Linked DNA regions of Columba livia: region 2 is linked to region 1. Evidence: chromatin contacts called from public Hi-C data. All regions are on one chromosome and are shown on one strand. Each heading gives the region's core, a stretch centred on a gene start, on an enhancer-like site or on the middle of the called end of the contact. The rest is flanking DNA. Distances are from core to core; before and after follow the strand shown.

The links. A called contact is a pair of places that touch in the nucleus more often than the background predicts.
Region 2: a Hi-C map of liver shows a contact between it and region 1, with 5 times the contacts expected there. The contact joins the promoter of RNF19A here to the enhancer-like site in region 1. A contact is called at or near these places in 2 of 2 Hi-C or Micro-C datasets (crop and liver).

The regions. Positions count from the first base shown.
Region 1 is chr2:140,078,169-140,082,960 of bColLiv1.pat.W.v2, reverse strand. RNF19A (ring finger protein 19A, RBR E3 ubiquitin protein ligase) reads left to right here. Exons shown (of 11, transcript XM_065054104.1): 11 at 1-393. Among named protein-coding and RNA genes, the nearest start is that of SPAG1, 43 kb to the right of the region's middle. Within about 2 kb of position 1,695, at least 1 of the 3 cell types and tissues checked has an H3K27ac peak away from gene starts, as active enhancers do.
Region 2 is chr2:140,141,807-140,146,002 of bColLiv1.pat.W.v2, reverse strand. It overlaps RNF19A (ring finger protein 19A, RBR E3 ubiquitin protein ligase), which reads left to right and starts at 2,220. Exons shown (of 11, transcript XM_065054104.1): 1 at 2,220-2,426.

The DNA.
Region 1 (4,792 bases), core at 446-2,945:
TTGCATATGGAAGATGTACAGCTGAACACACGCTGAAGTTGGCCAAAGCGCCTGCACTGTTTAACATTTTTTTGCTATGTAATTCACTAAAACTAAAAAATAATTAAAAAAAAGAATTGTGAATATCAGAATAACAGTTAACAATGTTCTGTCTTGTGTTTCATGTGTTGCCATTATGGTGCTACTGGAAGTTTGATGGGATAAAAAGAAAATGCCATGAGCTGCAGTCCTCTTCCATGACTTATCCTCACAAGTTTTGGTAATATGCTTATAACACTAGTGCCAGTTACGTTATTTGATAATGCTTGTTACAGTATTTGTATATTTGCAATTCAGTTTTGCTCAATAATATGCGTGTAAACTGCATATCTGAAATAAATGTCTACATACTGACTTCTAGTGGTCCTTCATTGAGTGTGCTGGTTGGCCTTGTAAAAGCGTGTACGTTCCCAGAAGGAGCTGCTTGTCTGTAAGGTGCCAACTGCTGTCGTCTCTTGTTGCCTTTCAACATTTTCATTTTGTTAGGCGTGCTTTGGAAGTTGAATGTTTAGCACTTTGAAATATGAGATCTGAAGTTAGTTACGTGTTTGTACAAGATTTCAACCTGATTTCTTTTTGTTGTACAGAACAGCGATCTGAGCTGGCTCTACGGCAGGCAGCACAGTGAACGGTTCTCTGAGAGGACGCGGCTCTGGCATAAGCTTATTACTCTAAACAAAGCTGCACCATCTTGGTACAAGTGGACAGGCTACGGTCAGATTGTGGACCTAACCTTAGGCTCTTTCTCTGTCTAAGTGATGCTTTTCCCAGTTCACACAGTCTGTAAGAATTTCATTGTGAAACTCTGCAGATTGGCTGGAGTTTCTGGTAACAACTGGTGGATTTTTGCTTGGCTGAAGTGCCTGTTCATTAGGCTAATTTGGGATGCATTACAGGAGATATATCTTGATCTGCCTCATCCCTGACCCATATGTAAGCTATACTTCTATCAGAGTGCATACCAAGAGGCTAACTGTTACACTGGGTCAATTCTCTACAATTAGAGCATTTTTGTATACCGTTTCCAATGGCAGATGCTCAAAGCGAGGATACGAAATAGCATGAGTGAATCTTAGTGTACCCTAGGAATGGTAGCAAGGCATACAGGCAATTTTTGCCATGTCATCAGGCACTCTCAGTTGGAAGTGAATGCAGATTTTATATTTTGTAGAGAGGTTGGTGGTAACAGTTTTTTTGTGCTTTGCTCCCTATTGATTTTTCTTTCCCCCCCCAGTCTGAGCACATTTAAAAAATGTACCGTTACTGAAGAGTATGCGGATTGAATGAGGGTCACCATTAACTAAATGAAGCACTTGCTGTTCCATCATCTTGCTGCACCAGTTTGTGAATTCTGATGTGATTTTTAGGCCTGTGTAGAAATGTACCTGTTAGAGCCACGAGCTGAAGCAATAACCGACTCCTTATGCAGAGGCTGGAGAAAGGAGCAGAGCGTGAGGCGGTCGCGCTGCCGTCCCATCATCTGCTGAACAGGCTTCAGGGCCTCAATCTCCAAACCTCCGAGGGAGCTAAACTGTGCAGCGTCACACAAACACCTTCAAGTAGTCACAGCGAGGCAGAAGCTGTTTGTTCCATGCCCTGCAGCAGACGGGGAACCTCCCCTTCGGCTTTTATCTTCAGTTTAGTTTTGAATCTGATGTCTCAAGCTTGAAAACGTGTGATTCGGCTTTATCCAGTACCTCTATGAAATGGCTAAAGCACATCAGTTTGGGGCAATTAATGCTCGCAGCAGGGAGGTGGAAAACCAACTTCTGAGAGTTTAAGCCTAACTCTGAATTTCTCAGGGCCTCATTTTGGCTGTGCAGGAAATGGGAAATACGGTTTATATGGTAAGTAAACTTTATCAAAGGACAGTGTTATCTTCTGTCACTCTAAAACCATATTCGATTATTTTATATGACACATTAAGAAGGAACATGCTGAAATATAGGTAAGTTTTTCTATTTACTTTTGCATAAGTTCTTAGCAGAAAACTTTTGCTGATTCATTTTGTAACTTTTTATATTCAGAGGCATATTTCATATGTGAGGCAGTCTAAACAGCTCTACTAAGTTGGATGCAGCACTGAATTTTTTGAGTCTATTAAAAAGTAGAAGGTACAACACTTCCATTAATACAGTAAGACAGAAGATACTTCTCTTGTTTCTAGATCTACCAGTGTAAGAATTCAATAAAGCAAGTAAACCACAGGAAAGATCAAGTTTACATCTGCTCTCCCAACATAGTGGTTCTTTGGACATTTTCTTCATGTTTCCTGGCCAATTCAACCAATTTATGCCAGATTGTGAATCTCAAGAGGAAATGATTTTTAACATCTGCTAGATCAGAGAATACTTGAGATAGTTACAACTTCAAATAGATTAAAAACAGTCAGGAAAGCCTTTCCTCCTAATGTTTGCATATGCTTTTTATTTCTGTAGTAAAGCATCTGGACTTGTACATCCCTTCTTTCCTCGGATCAATATCTCAAACTTCCGCATGTATAAACTGATGACTTTTTACTGATATGTAAACATTTTTTTACTGACTTATGTCTCTTCCAGTTGTTTTGATATGTAAATCCAATTTGTTTAAATAGCTGCCTATTTAGTGATGCCATCACCCTCATGGGCAGTAATGCTGGAGTTAATTAACTTAAAAATCATTTCCTAATACAAGTTCTCTTGGGTTAGGTGTTTAGGAGAGAGATTTTAGTTGCCTTACTGAAAAAAGAAACCTCAAACCCAAAAGCAGCTCATATGCTATGAAATAGTCTAGTTAAAATGTATTCAATTATATTTAAGCCAAAGTCATACCAGGAAGGTGTGGGGAAGGGGTGCTGAGCAGAAAGTAAGGTAAAATATCCTGGGAAAGAAAGTTTGGATTTCTGGTCCCTGTCGCACAGCCACACGCTGGTGGTACCTCAGTGGCGTCTGAAGCTGGAAACTGCCTGTGCCTCGTCCTGTGGACTGCGCGATGCCCCCAGCCTGTGTCCTTGGTGCCACGGGCAGCGTGCTGCGGGAGGGGGAAGGTGCCTGGGAGCACTGCGGGCTAAGAGCTTCCCCCTACCCGCCTCGGGGCTCATGCCTACAACACAATCAAATGGCTACACTGGCCTCTCCTGAGATGTCTTAGTTTTGGATCAGGGAGCAGAGGGAACAGGGATGCACCTGGCACAGAATCCGGCCTCCTCGTAGCAGCTGGAAGCTCAGCCACACAGACAAGCTTCCTGTCGCACCTCACCCATGCCAGGCTGGTAACTGGGGATCTTTGAGATGCGATGGCCTCTGCCCCTGCCTGTGCACCGGGTACTGCCAGAAATCATTCTGGGGGGCAAGGCCAGCAAGCTGACAAGATGCATCTTCTTTCACTGGGTCCAGGTGAGCCAGCTTAACTAAAGGATGGTTGTTGCTTCCCAGCTCAACAACAAGGACATCAAAATTCACAACAGCCTCGTTTAGAGTGGTTGGGTTTAGGTACCAGACCCATGGATGGTATTTCTGTGTCCTGAGCTCCCCTTTCCTCACAGGCTCTGCACTCAAGATGTTTCTGAGCATACCGTTCTGTGCGCTGGGCGCTTTATCCCTTTATAATCCCTCTCGCTTACTAGCAGAGTTTATTTACGAGGGTGGCATTTAACAAGCAGCAACTGAGAAATAGCACAGGCCTGCAAGGAAGTGACAGCAGCGCCTGGCACAGCTGCAGCTGGAGGTTGTGCCACCTGCTGAGATGTTGCAGCCACAGAGACCCTGTGAAGCAGGGAATGTTTATAGATATGTGATATTCAATACTCTTTGAGCCAGCCGTTGGGGTTTGATACCCTGTGCTGAGCTTTTGTCCCACCGGTGCCTGCCCTTTGCTCCTTTGGTAGCTGCAGCTCCTGGGCAGTGAGCACAGTTGCACTAATTCAAGTCTTGAGTTGCAGGTGGGGAAGGAGTCTTGTTCCCTGCTGTTAAAAATACACATATATGTATATATTTTGTTTATTGTAGTGAACAAGTCTCAGTATTTGTTTGCGTGGTTCTGAAAGGCCTGGCAGCCACAAAAGAGTAGCCCTTTATTTGTGTGACTGGAGTACAAAAAGCAGAGCAGCTTCTGATGGGTGGAAATAACCGCCCACGTGAGAGCAGAGTGTGGTGCGCCAGCAGCTGGGCTCTCGGCAGCTCCTCCTGCCTCTGCACCACTGTGTGAGAAAAGCAAAGCCGGCGGTGCTGGGTGAGGGCTCAGCGCTAAATCAGCCTGTTGGCCAGAGAAGCCACTGTGCTGTGATGACGCTCATCCCTAGTAGCACCTCTGACTGTTGCCCTTTGGGTGACAGCACCTGTTCTACCTGGAGCTGGCTTCTCTTAAATTTCAAAAGTATTTTGAAGGGAGCAAAGCAACAACAGTGCAGAGCCCTGTTCCTGGCATGGCCCGTGCCCCAGCCCCCCTTTCAGTGGCTACATGTACTTGCTCTCTCTCCACTCGTACTAAAAAGAGAGATTGGTATCCATGAGCAAACTGCAGCCCTGGTCAGCTCACCTGTACAGGGCATTTCTACTCTGCTCTCTGCTGCATCAGGGCTGTCCAGCTTATTGCTGCATTGGGACCACATTTCACTTGCCTGTTCGATCAGCTGAATAACCGATGTTCTCCTCCTGAACACGTTTTCCTATCGTCGGTTTTGATTTACGTTGCCTTGTGGGTTGTGATTTATTTATTTATTAATTTTTGGTGAAGGTGGATGTTAATGCCGAGGGGGTGAGTGACAGGGTAA
Region 2 (4,196 bases), core at 971-3,470, 63 kb before region 1:
TTTGTTTTCAGAAATCTTGTATGCTTCACAAAATGCAGTGTGCGTGAGGTACTTCCTCTTTGTTAAAGGCTTTGGGCAGCCCCTACTTTTCCTTAATGCCTCTTTGTCATCCTGCTCTATAATAATAAGCAAGCAAGCAAGCAAACATATGTATCTTCCCTACATATCATACAAACCACTGTAAGTTTTTGTGTGCAGCTTGTGCAGAAAAGATTCCCTTCTGTATTTTATTAATTGACTATTTTGAGTGTTTCTGATGAAAGGCCCCTAGCTGGCTCCAGGCTCTCTGCTGCAGAGCTCTCAGGGGCACGCTTGGCTGGAGGTTTGCTTTGTCCCTCATCAGCTTCAAGGGGAAACTCTCTGACCACCACAGCGACTGCTCGATCTCCCAGCACAGACTCAAAACACCCGGGCTCTGTTCCCCTCTTGTTCTCCAGCATTAGCTGAGAGACTTCAGAATATTTGTACTGATTTGCTGAATCCCTCTGGACATTTAGAAAGCAATACATTATTGCCTTGCTCTGCATTTCTGGTTGCTGTTTTTTTCGTTTTATTGGTGCTTGCACATTTGAGTTGGTAAAATCGTTTGCTGTTCCTATTCCAGTCAACATTTGTTCACCTATCCTGTCATGATATTCTATATGCTCATCTGTTCCTGTCTTTGTTTTCTTTCTCTCATTCATTTCCACTCTTGCCTTTCCTTTTTCTCCCCTCATTTTATGAACTTTAGTTCTCCATATTTCTGTACCAAATCTCATATATAAGAAAGTGGCCAAAACTTTACCCTGCAAACAGTTAGATGTAACATTTTTCTACATATCTTATCCAGCTGAATAAAATGGCACCACTTACATGCCTGAAACGACATGTATGTGTTTGCAATTCTGGAGCCTAAGGAACTCACCTGGCTACTGGCTTTTACAAGGAAAGAAGGAACTTCTGTGGTTTGTACACAACATATCAAAATTCCAGTGTAATCTCATTGCTGTTACCCTCATTTCCTCATGTTTGTTGTAATTGCCTAATCTGTCATTTCAGATCAAGCATCTCACCATAGAATGACTTGTACTCACTCTTAATTCGATGTACTGGAAGTAGTCCTACTGGCTTAAATGGAACTATGCACATAAATAAAGGTAAATGCATGTGCGAGCCTTGAAGAGACCATACATTGCAAATCCTGCAGGAAAAGCATGGTACATTTAACTCATTTTACAATATTTGCACGCTAAATACAGGTTGGGTAATTAGTAACTTCTTCCAGAGTAATCTTTTAGGCTTCATATCAGCTTAACAGAAGCACACTAGTCATCTGTAAGCACAGGATAAACTCAGTTTCCAGAGAATTCAGAAATGATCCAGGACAGTATGAATTATTAACTAGAGAAAGAAAAACAAACAAAACCACACATACACACGATTTAAACCCGATGAAATATTAATGTCCACAAATAATTCTTAAGATATGCCAGAGGGATTCGGAGCTGGCCCAGAAGCAGAGGGCAGGAGCAGGCTGTGGGAGCGGGCAGCAGCTCAGGCAGGACTGCAGAGGGAATCCCATGAAGGTCGGCGGTACGCGCGGCCGGAGAGCCGGGGCAGCGGGGCCGGGTGCGCGGCACAGCCCGGCCGGGGCAGCCCGGGGTCTCGGTTGCCGAGCGCCCGCGCCCCAGGGCTGCAGCGGACCGCGGGGAGCAGGGTCGTGCCGCGGAAGAGAGGCTGGCGACTTCTGGGCAAATTCTGCCTGCGGTTCTTTTTCAAACGGCAAGAAGAGGGGCGGGAAGAGCGCCTGTGTTTTACAGCATGCAATCAGTGCTTTGCCGTTTGGGCGAGTGAATCAGCATTCAGCGACGTGACCCTACTGAAATGCCTCAACAGTTCATTACTCGCCCTGCACTTTTATATTTCAATGGGTGTGAAGTCCACGGAATGGTAATGATTGCTCTGTGCTGCTGTCGCGGCTCTCGGCAGCGCTGCGGAGTCTCCGCACACCGGCCCAGCCTGCTGACCGCCACCGGGGAGAGGACAGCGCTCTCGCCCTGCCGGCGCCGAGCTCCCCCGGGGCCGGACCGGGCCGCCCCGGCAGAGCCCCCGGGCACCAGCGCCCCGCGGCCGGGGCAGTGCCTGAGGGCAGCTCGAGCCCCGCCCCGCCCCGCCCCAACGGCCGCGGGCGAGGAGGCGGCACCGCCGTGCGCGTGAGCTCAGCGCGCCGCGGAAACCAACGGCCCGGGCGCCGCCCTCTCTCCCTCCCTCCGCGGGCAGAGCCGGGCTGGGCCCCGCGCCGCCGGGCTCGGCCCGCCCCGCCCCGCCCCGGCAGCGCCGCCCCCTCCGTTCCTCACACACACACACACACACACACACAGACGCTTCCTGCGTGGGGCCGGGCCCGGGCGGGCGGAACGGCGGCGCTTTCCCCCGTCGACTCGCAGGTATCGGGGCTGGGCCCGCGGCGGGGCAGGGGACGCGGAAGGGGCCGGCAGCGGCGGCAGCGGCAGCAGCGTCTCCGTCTCCCTCCTGGGGTCACGTCCGGCAGCCGCCGCCCTGAGCGTAGCGAAGGGTGGGGGGGCGGAGCGGTGCCTTCGAGCCGGAGCCGCCTCTGGGCGGGGGCCCGAGCCCGGGTGGGAGAGGGCCCGGGTGGGTTCCCGCTGCGGCCGGGGGAGCCGCGGCCCAGGGGTCTCCCGGGGCCCCGGGGGAAGTCGGCGGCGTCCGCCGGTGCTCCTCACATTGCTGGAGGGTGAAGTCATCGTGCCCATTGTCTCCCCTCGACTCCCCCCGGGCTGAGCGAGGGGCCCGTCCCGCCCCGAACCGTGGCGGAGGAGGGGGGCCCGGGCCGCCCCCCGTCCTGGGAGCTGGATGGCGGGGGAGCCGCCGGGTGGGTTTCGCTTGGCCTCGGCGGGTGGGGCTGTGCGGGGAGGTGCTGCCGCCCTCCACCCGCCCGGGTGGGCCGCGGCGCTGCGGGGGGCCCCTCGGCGGGCGCCTCACTCTGGCCGCCCAGGAGCGGCATAGGGCCGCCGGCCGGGCCCTGGAAACTCTTGCGCTTGAACTTACGGGGCACGGGAGAAGCAGCGCACGCAGCTCCCGGGCCTTCGGTGCAGTCCGGGGGGAAGGGATCCCGCGTCTGCCCATCGAGAGTTTCGCTTTTGCCTTTCTGTGCTCTGTTGCCCACCCTGGATCCGGTGCATCGTAGGAGCGAGAGTACTGGGGTGACCGAGGATATTACAGCTCGGTTGGAAGGGCGGTGAGGGAAACCAGCAGTGGTGATTGCCAGCATCCTTGCACAGGTCCTTCTGCAGAGCTGGGAGTTTTCCATCTGGCAGTGTACTATACACACTGCAACTATTGCAGGCGCGTCTTGCAAAGACGGAATAACGAATAACAATCTGAACGCCGGTGTGCATCTAAGAGAGCTAAAGAGGTGCTGGTTGGCAAATGGGAGGTGTCCCTCTACCTCTTCCTCTCCTCCTCCAGTGATCTCTGAAAGAAACGCGGCTTTGCTAAAAGGGTATTAGTGCAGTAGAGTTAGGGGTTATGCAAAAGGGACAGTAGTGGAATGCAGTTATTGCTGAGCAGAGAAACCAAAGTTTAAAGCCTTTATGCCCTTGTGGTCGCTTACTGGAAATGTGCTAGCATTTCCCTGTGAGGAGCACAACAAATCTTGTTTCTGTTAAAATACTGTCACTGGCATTGCTACTCATTAGTGCTTTATCTCAAATTGTCATCAAGGACAACATTATTTTTAAAAAGCAAGGGGCAGTTTGGGAAAGGAGTCTTGCAGGATTTAATTCTATAGGCAAAACTAATAATAAAATCATTTTTTAAATTCAAATTTTTTCTTCAAAGTTTTTTTGGTGGCCAAAAAACCCTAGTTCAGTATCTGAAGGAATGGTTTTTACTAAGTTCCTTGGAAAATAAGGTTTTCAGTTTAATATCTAGGTCAAACTCAAGTATAAATTCTGTTTTGCCCAGCTAATGTAATTGATTTGCATGCCTAGAAATGATGACTGTGTAACATTACTTAACAATTCCCAAAATCTCACCGTTATTTAAGTGCAAACATTGTTTAAATATTTGTACTTAAAGCTTTCATAAAGCCAAGAAAGCACTTTTTTATTGCATGTGAACTAGGCCTGTTTGGTCCAGTAAATGAAAATGAAAGTTCCACTTTTGCATAATGGCAATAATGCAGCTCTTAGAAATGA